3 separate regions of the Sus scrofa genome follow, and all the other regions are linked to region 1. A link is a contact called in public Hi-C and promoter capture Hi-C data. All regions are on one chromosome and are shown on one strand. Each heading gives the region's core, a stretch centred on a gene start, on an enhancer-like site or on the middle of the called end of the contact. The rest is flanking DNA. Distances are from core to core; before and after follow the strand shown.

The links. Promoter capture Hi-C pulls out the DNA fragments that hold promoters and counts their contacts. A called contact is a pair of places that touch in the nucleus more often than the background predicts.
Region 2: a contact with region 1 is called in a Hi-C map of skeletal muscle, with 2.9 times the contacts expected there. The contact joins the enhancer-like site here to the promoter of NDST1 in region 1. A contact is called at or near these places in 4 of 47 Hi-C or Micro-C datasets (embryonic fibroblasts, fetal skeletal muscle, skeletal muscle and 1 more) and 1 of 2 datasets of contacts at active chromatin or transcription factors (skeletal muscle).
Region 3: a promoter capture Hi-C map of liver shows a contact between it and region 1, with 4 times the contacts expected there. The contact joins the promoter of RBM22 here to the promoter of NDST1 in region 1. A contact is called at or near these places in 1 of 5 promoter capture datasets (liver), 4 of 47 Hi-C or Micro-C datasets (embryonic fibroblasts, heart right ventricle and liver) and 1 of 2 datasets of contacts at active chromatin or transcription factors (alveolar macrophages).

What each region holds. Positions count from the first base shown.
Region 1 is chr2:151,432,270-151,435,247 of Sscrofa11.1, forward strand. NDST1 (bifunctional heparan sulfate N-deacetylase/N-sulfotransferase 1) reads left to right here and starts at 1,656. Exons shown (of 15, transcript XM_021085025.1): 1 at 1,656-1,742. It overlaps RPS14 (40S ribosomal protein S14), which reads right to left and starts at 1,682. Exons shown (of 5, transcript XM_021085027.1): 1 at 1,546-1,682; 2 at 819-969; 3 at 164-325. The coding sequence starts at 967.
Region 2 is chr2:151,269,386-151,272,320 of Sscrofa11.1, forward strand. CAMK2A (calcium/calmodulin-dependent protein kinase type II subunit alpha) reads right to left here. Exons shown (of 20, transcript XM_021085017.1): 14 at 962-1,002. Among named protein-coding and RNA genes, the nearest start is that of SLC6A7, 49 kb to the left of the region's middle. Within about 2 kb of position 1,401, at least 12 of the 83 cell types and tissues checked have an H3K27ac peak or open chromatin away from gene starts, as enhancers often do. A contact at or near this core is called in fetal skeletal muscle and skeletal muscle, where this site is marked.
Region 3 is chr2:151,670,978-151,673,846 of Sscrofa11.1, forward strand. RBM22 (pre-mRNA-splicing factor RBM22) reads right to left here and starts at 1,360. Exons shown (of 11, transcript XM_021085031.1): 1 at 1,188-1,360; 2 at 717-770. The coding sequence starts at 1,241.

The DNA of each region.
Region 1 (2,978 bases), core at 406-2,905:
GCTGTCTGCGGCCTGGAACCAAACCCACAGCAACAGCAGCTCTTGCCGTGTCCTATTAGTCACACACCAACCTAGGCAGCGGGGTACGAAGTCCCCAAAGAGAAACCAAGCCGACTGAAATCAGGCGCACTGGCGCTCAAGCCCGCGAGCCACTCCCACTCACCGGTTCCCGCCCGTGGCCCGGAGCTTGATGTGGAGGGCAGTGATGCCCAGCTCCTTGCAGCGCTGGGCCACGTCCTGGGCAGCCAGCATAGCGGCGTACGGAGAGGACTCATCCCGGTCGGCCTTCACCTTCATCCCGCCCGTCACGCGACAGATGGTCTCCCTGGGGACAAAAGCACAGGGTCCTCTCTCACCCGCGAGGCTGCAGAGTGTCCGTCAGGCCCCAACAGACGCACCGCCGCTCGGGGCCGGCAGGCGTCCCCGCCGGGGACCGGAAAGCCGCGAGCTCTGCGGGGACAGGCTCCAGAGGCCTGAGACACGTGTGACCCGCCGCACCGGCCGCTCCAACCCCTGCACACGAGGACAGCCAGCCGAGACAGCGAGACCTGCCGCCGGGGTGACGCCAGGCCACCAGCGCCCCTGTAAGTGCCAGGACACCCCGAGGGTTTAGAGACCCCCCCCAGGCTGGGAAGCCGCTGAGGGACACACGTGCCTCCTCTTACACCCCGGGACCCGGAGGCCACACCTTCCTTGAGTGAACGCTCGCTCCAATTCTCACAAGAGACCCTCCACCTGCCGCCCAGCCCCGGGGTCCCTTCCCCCCCTTCTAACCCCAGGCCCTGCGAGCGGGGGCCTGGGCCTCTCCTGATACTCACTTGCCCGAGAGATCGGTGACATGGACGAAAGTGTCATTGAAAGACGCGAAGATGTGACACACGCCGAACACGTTTTCCCCTTCAGCCACCTGCGGGCCGAGGCTGATGACCTGCTCCTCCTTCTTCTCCTTCCCCTTGCGCGGTGCCATTTCTGCGGCAGAGGAACAGCCCCGGCTCCGGGAAGGAGCGCGGGCGCGCGCACTCGCTCGGCCGCCCCCCAGGCCGCGCGGCCTCCCCAGCGGCTGCGGCCCCTTCCCGGCTTCGACGCCGCCCTGCAGCCGCCACGTGCAGCGCCCGCCCTGGCATCACTGATCCAGGAACCGCCCACGAAGGGGCCGCGTCCCCTGCCTTCCCGCCCCGAATCCGTCCCAAGACCCCACGGGACCCGTGCGGCAATTACCCCAACTTCCCAGACCGAAAACAAGCGGGAGACCCGAGGCTCGCTCCCGGGACGACGTTCCCGCTCCTCCCCGCCCCCCGCCGTGGCCCGGCGGAGGTGGCTGTGCCCCTGGGCCCGGCCCCGAGCGGACCCCGCGTTACAGGCGGTTCCGAGCCAAAACCTCCGCCTCCGAGACAGCGCCAACCAGAGTCTGCATCGACCCGCCGCGCGCCTCCCGCCCCGCACCTGGCTTGGCTTTCGCGGCAAAACCTCAGGCCCGCGCCCCGAATCTCGCTGGGCCCCCAGGCCGCAGGATGCCGCTCGATTGTCCCGGCCCAGGGAGCCTACCTGCGCGTCGCCTTCAGACTCCGCCACCGGAAAGAGAGAGTGGGAGGAGGCGGGGCGACGGGTCACGTCCGTATCCCCGGAAGTGAACGTCTGAGGTCACGGGGCGAGGCCGGCTGCTCCGGAAGACGCCGACTTTAGCGTTTCCGAGATGAAGACGCCCTCGAGAATACGGTTGATTCAGTGGGGCGCCTGAGGAGGTAAGGGGCTCGGTGTCCCAGCGAGCGCGTCGGCTTCTAAAGCTGCACGAAGCAGCCGCACTGGGTGGGTGGAGCGGGCCTGCGTCCGGGATGGCGGAGGCCGCAGCTAGACGAACGTCCGGCGCCCCGTCCCCGGCCCGGCCAGCCCGGAGGCGACAGCGCACCGCGTGGCGCGGAGGCGAACAGCAGCAGCGGTGAAAGTCTCATCCGCTGTGTTCTGGGCAAAATAGGAGTAAATTATTCAGTACTTGTCGTTATGTACGAGGCCGGGATAAGCGACCGATAGCCATTGATCCATTTAATCCTTACCACATTATCAAAGACGTCGTTTTGATTTTTCTTTTAGTATTATTATTCATGGCACCTGTGGCATGTGGAAATTCCTGGGCTGGGGTCACGTCAGAGGTGCAGTTGCCACCCTATGCCACAGCAACACCAGATCCAACCCACATTCCGTGACCTACTCCGCAGCTTGCAGCTACGCTGGGTCCTTAACCCACTGAGCAAGATCAGGGATCGAATCCCGGCATCCCATGGATACTAGTCAGGAGTCAGGTTCTTAAGCTGCTCAACCGCAATGGGAACTCCTTTCTTTTTTCTTTCTTTTTTTTTTTTTTTTTTTTTTTTTTTTGGAACTCCTGATTTCTCTTTTAAAGAAAGGGATTTCAGGGGGTTCCCGTTATGGCTCAGCAGACCTGACTAGCATCCATGAGGATGTGGGTTCAATCCCTGGCCTTGCTCAGTGGGTTGAGGATCCGGCATCACTTGCAAGCTGTAGTAGGTCTCTGATGTGGCTCAAATCTGGTGTTGCTGTGGCTGTGGTGTAGGATGGCAGCTGTAGCTCTGATTCGACCCCTAGCTTGGGAAACTCCTGTTCTGCCCATGCAGCCCTAAAAAGACTACCCCCCCCCAAAAGGAAAGGGATTTCAGGATTTCCCTTGTGGTGCATTGGGTTAAGGACTCATCACTGTCACTGCAGGGGTAAACGAGTTCAGTTCCCTGACTTGGGAACTTCTGCATGCTGCAAGTGTGGCCAAAAAAAAAAAAAAAGTGGGTAGCAAAAAGTAAAAGTCATCTCTAAGTTCTTTTTTCTGTCGTCAAATTGGAGCATCGTTGCAGAGGTAACTATCTATACTTAATATATTCCTGTGTTTTCAGCGTGTGATATACCGTCTTACGTAAATGAGGTGATATTCTCTCCAACGTCAGTCGCTTCTTTTTGACTCAACGTTGTGT
Region 2 (2,935 bases), core at 151-2,650, 160 kb before region 1:
CTTTCACACCACTGTACCCACGGGGAACCTCAAGCCCTAAGAGTAGCAGGGCCCAGATCCCGGCCTCAGGCAGACAGCCCGGCTCCCCTCCCTCCAAGCCCCGGCAGACCAAGACAGGGGCCTGAGACTCTAAACACCACTACAAACCAAGCCATGAAGCCACCGGCCCACCTGGGTGGCTGTGTTTGGACAGCGTGCCACAGCTTTCAGTGTCCCGGGCACAGCCTTGCCCTGGGGCCCTGGCTGGGCAGGGTCCGAGCCCAGCAAAAGGCAGCGTCTCAAGAGAGGAGAACCCACAAGGCGAGCCAGTGGCAGGGGAGGAGGGAGCTGCGGAGAGCGGGGACCAGGCCCCAGAGGGCAGGGCGAGCGGAGGGAGGGGACGGATGTCAGGCGGGTGTGGAGCAAGGGGCTCGGGCAGCAGGCGTGGGACAGGGCGGCCTGGGTCCGGGGAGGGGCGGAATTCTTGGCGCTGAACTGGCAGGCCTCCGTGGGGATGGGTGCCTCTGGATGTCAAAGCCGAGAGGCTGGGCTGCCCATCCTCTGTGGGCTTCGTAGGCTGGACAGGCCGTGCCTCGGGTCAGGGGCCCCGGGCCGCCAGCCCCCACTCGGGAAGAGGGAGGCACGGCTCCCGGCACCCAGCCCTCTCTGCACCCTAGCTCCCCAGCCCTCTAGCCCTGGAGAACCACAGAGTCTCCTTCGGCCTCCGTCCTTAGGGCCACCCCAACCCCAGGCCACCTGCCTCTCCCCCGCTCCTCAGCCCTCCCCTCCCCCTGCCCCGATCCTGGCGGGAACGGGGGCCCGGAAGCCCGGGTCTCTGGGTCTGGGGACGCCGGTCTGCCCGGGCGACCAACCTGCCCAGAACACCGCGAGCAAGGCCTGGCTCTGCCCCTGGCCCTGCCAGCCGGGCCCTGAGGGCGGAAGCGCCCCCGGAGGCAGGCCCTGCCAGCTCTCCGGGCCTTACCTTCACGCCGTCATTCTTCTTGTTTCCGCCACTCTTCCCACCTGCAGAGGAGTAAAAGTAGAGGCTTAGCAACACCAGGCAGGGCACCAGGGCCCACAGGGCCAGGAAGAGCAGCATCCACGGGCAGCGGAAGGCACGGGGCCGGCCGGCAACGCGGGGACGCCTCCTCCTGGGCCCTCTTCCTTCCCGGGTGGGCTGGGCTCCGCCTTGGCAGCGATCTCAAGTGTGACCCTCGGGCCCCATGGGCCGCGGTGGGTGCTTGGCCTGTCCCGGGGCCGTGGAGCTGCTCTTTCAGTCTGGGGGTTCCCTCTAGAGCCCGGTCGCTCCCCGAGCTGTTGGAGGCCAACCCGGAGGCCCGGCTGCCCGGCCCGGGGCTGGCGGCTCCCTCCCCTCCGGCCCGCTCTAATTTTAGCCCCATGCTGCTGTGGGTCATGTGTCAGCCCTGCCCACTCGCTCTCGACAGCTGCGAGCCGCATTTCGCCCGTGAGAAGAAGCAGGTGCCCCCTGTCTGGGGCCTCCCCTGCAGAGCAGCCTCCCCTGCAGAGGCCTCCCTGCCTCCAGCCCCGAGCCCCACGCGGGGGCGGCCGAGCAACAGCTCTCGGGGAGGCCACACTTGCCCTCCTTGCCCTGCCCTCCCGGTCGCCCCCGGCCTGAGCCCTTGGGGGAAAGGGCAGGAATGCCCAGCCCGGGCCCGGGCCCCCGGCTGCTTCAGACCCCAAGCAAACGGCCTCGAGAGAAACGCAACGGTATCTCCGAAGCGCCTGACACGGCTCCCGACACGGCTCCCGATGCGTACGCAGCAGATGCTCAGTCAACGGCCGCCACGGAAGGTCCTCGTCCCGGCAGCCCGGGGAGGGCGAGCCGGGGAGGAGAGGGGCCCGGGGCGTCGGCGCCCCCGAGGCGTGGAAGGACGGGGCTCAGCCCCCCGGCCGTCACCACATTCCCACCTCTGGGCCCCCTCGGCCTCTCAGACCGAGGTTCCCTCTTGCAAAGCAGTTGGGGGCGGGGGGCAGTGAGTGCCCCTGGGTCCCGAGGCCGAGAGGAACGGCTGTCCCCCCACCCCCGGGCTCTGTGGGCCAGTTCGGGACCTCCCTGCCCCTCCGGCCTCCAAGTGGCCCCAGCCCGCTGCTCCGGCACTGCGGGGCCCGTGAGGCCACACATTCTGACTTTCAGGAGAAGTCAGAAATCTGGGAGTTGCTATGAAATCTCCTGGCTTTTAAGCGCTTGCCCCCCATGATTTTTTTAACCACCACTGGCCCCCCCGGCACATGGTGGGAGGGGAGCTACCCAGACACCCCATGGTGTGAGCTCTGGACTGGAGTTCTCCAGGCGCTTCAGTTGTTAAAAAAAGCCTCTGCCTGCCGGGCGGCTCATCTTTCAGCTGAAGGAACTGCAGGATCCTGGTCTGGGGGCGGGGGGGAAGGCAGGGCAGGGGTCGGGGAGAGAGCACCAAGCCCAGCTTCCAGCAGTTTCCTGGCCCCGGGTCTTGTCCCAGCTGGTAAAACGGGCAGATGGACCCTCTCGGCAAAGCCAGGGCCGGAGCTTCCCAGAGGCCGGGCCTGGTGGTGGGACGGGCCCTGTGCCCACGGTAGCCCAAGGGCCCCTCGGGTGAGCTTGGCTATATCTGCTCGGCTGCCCTGTCAGCCTCCCCAGGCTCCCGAGAGCCAAGCCTCTGGCGGGCATTGGCCCCGGCACTCGCCACCGTGCCAGGGGAGCTTCTCGCTAAGCCCCAGCGCTAAACCCTTCCCCTTCTCTCTTCGGGGCCACATGCTGCGGGCGCAAGGACGCCCCGCCTTAACAGGCCAAGGCCGAAGGCTCCCGCCTTGGACGCATCGGTGACCCAGCCTAGGAAGGGCACTTGCTCTGGGGCTGGTCAAACCTGCACTGCGGAGTTCTCGCTGTGGCTCATCGGGTGAAGAACCTGACTAGTATCCATGAGGACGTGTGTTCGATCCCTGGCCTTGCTCAGTGGGT
Region 3 (2,869 bases), core at 110-2,609, 240 kb after region 1:
TGGGGTGTGTGCGGTGTGGGGGGTGCAGACCTAACCTAATCACCTACAAGTGAATCTCAAGATCTTATGGATCTACCACCAGTCTGCCACAACCACGACTCTTAGATTCACTTCCGGCTGCCAAGTTCTCTCCCAAGAACTCAGCCATGGCCAAGCCATTTTTACAAGTTCTGTCAGAAGGTAACTACTACTTATCCTGTGCTGATCCCTTGAATAAAGTCAATCAATACCTTTGAGATTGAGCGCAACACAGCCCTAATCTAATTACTAAATGTTAACTACTGCTAATTATACCCTTATTTACAGGGATAGAAGATACCTCACACTGAACAGATCACAAGGTGCAGTGACCAAAAGGCATTTGATTAGCAGTCAGGGAACCTCGATTTTAGTCCTGGTTCTCCTGTTAATTTGCTGAGGTTCCTAGAGTCGGGATATCTGAATTTACATCACAGCTCCACATCTTCCTTGTTTTACTGAAAAGACAGAATCGCTCTTTGCTTCTGGTTAACTAGGTAAATGCTCAACCAGTATTAGTTACCATCACAGGACTGTCCTGAGTCCAAAGTTAGAGAACAAGCATGACAGTCCTTTACCAGTCGTGCCTCCCACTCTGGGTCAGTAAAGCAGCACGATCACGTCTTGGCTGAGACAAACACAGCACCGAAAGCGTGCAAGTGCCACAAAATGTATGTGTGCCACACGCCATCACTCACCATTCGGATGTATGGGTTTTCCCCAAGACAAGTCTGGCACAGAATAGGAAAGTCCTGGTGAAAAAGGGGAATCTGGTTGAAGGCCAGGCTCCGAAGACCCTGCCACCTCGGCCACAGCGGTGCGGCGGGAGGCCGGGCGAGGAGCAACGCGGGGGAGCAGGGCAGGAACCCGAGGTCCAGCGCGGGCCGGGCCGGGCCGCGGGAGGGGCGCTGCCTGCACTTCCGGCGGGGCCAGGAGAAAGGACCCCTCGCCGAGAGTGGAACGGGCTGGTCCTGAAGCCTGGCCGAGCTCTCCCGGTCCAAACCGCAGAAGGGCGGCCCCCCGGCCTCCAGCCTCGGCCAAGCTAGGCCGCAGCGCGGCTTCTCCCTAAGGTTTCCCGGGCCGCGCCGCAGCCGCGTCCCCGCCCGCCCGCCTACGGCCTGGCCCCGCCGCCTCCTTCCGCCTCCCTCCGGCAGAGCGGGAACGCTCACCGCATCCTCCCAGTTCTGCCTGTTGTAGGTGTTGGAGCCCAGGGACGTCGCCATCTTCACAGCGTCTGCAAAGGTAGCCGCAGTTCCGAGCTGGGAGCGCGGACCGCCACGATCCCGTCAGGCCCCGGGTGCCCCCGGCACGTCGACGTCTTATTTACGCGTCCTGCGCGCCTTGGGGGCGGGGCCTGCGCGCCTTGGGGGCGAGGCCTGTGCGCCTTGGGGCGGGGCCTGTGCGCCTTGGGGCGGGGCCTGTGCGCCTTGGGGGCGGGGCCTGTGCGCCTTGGGGGCGGGGCCTGCGCATCCAGACCGCGCCCGCGCGGAATTGCTTGCTTTGCAGTTGCCGTACAGTTGCTTTCTTCCGGCTGGTTGCTTCCGGGGATGACGCTTCCCAAGTACAATTGATTTATTTAAACATCGCGGGAAAGAATGAAGAGACACATAATGAATGAAGGGCCGGTGTTAAAACAGCGTTAGCCCCATTGAGCGCTTATGCCCCACGGTGGGGGAATGCCTTGCCTGACAGTGTCCAAGTTAACACTTGGACATAATAACCCCTCTACAGTGTTACCAGATTTAGCAAATAAAAGCCCAGTTACATTTTGTTTCCTTTTATTATTATTTTTTAATAGTCATTCCCCCAATACAATTTTTTTGCTACTGTACAGCATGGTGACCCTGTTACACATACATGTACACATTCTTTTTTCTCACATTATTGTGCTCCATCGTAAGTGACTGGACACAGTTCCCAGTGCAGTTACACTTGAACTTCAGATAAACAGGGAGCCCTATTTTAGTATAAATATATTCCAAACATAACTTACACTAAGTAATGACTCATTTACCTGAAAGTCAAATTTGGCAAGAGGCCCTTAATTTTATCTGACAACCTCTACCCTCTAGGCAAGTATGATTATACCTCTTTTATAGAAGGCACCTGAGGTTTAGCGAGATTAAGTAACTTGCTTCTGATCGTGTAGCTAAAAAATGATTAAGTCACAAATCCAAACAATAGTATGGTTTTTCCAACTTCTGAAATGAAAAAGGTCTTACAGATCAACACATACTTTGTTACGTCGTTTTTGGAAAAACTCAACCACTCTGCCAATATTTTTATTAATTTCAAGCATTCTGGTACCACTTTCATAGTTTTGTCATATTGTATCTTCAAGCTCATGTATTTGTCTCCACTTTTTTTTTAAATTAAAGTATAATCTATGTAAATTTTTACCCATTTTACTTGTACAGTTATGAATTTTTACGTATATTCATTACAAATACAGAAGGATTCCATCTTCTGGAGGTTCTGTTGTGGCTCAGCAGGTTAAGGACCGGAAGTTGTCTCTGTGAGGATGTGGGTTCAATCCCTGGCCTCAAGTGGATTAAAGACCCAGTGTTGCCACAAGCTGTGGCATAGGTCACAGATGCAGCTCAGATCCAGTATTGTGATGGCTGTGGTGTAGGCCTGCAGCTGCAGCTCCAATCCAACCCCGAGCTTGGGAACCTCCATATGCCGCAGGAGCAGCTGTAAAAAGAAAAAATAGAATTACCTTATCCCAAAAAGTTCCTTTGCTGAGTGAATCCACTTCTCTCCACACTCTGTCCATGGCAACCATCTGTGTTCTGTCCCTGTAGTTTTGCCACTTCCAGAATGTCATAAATGTAATTCTCCCCCACCCCCC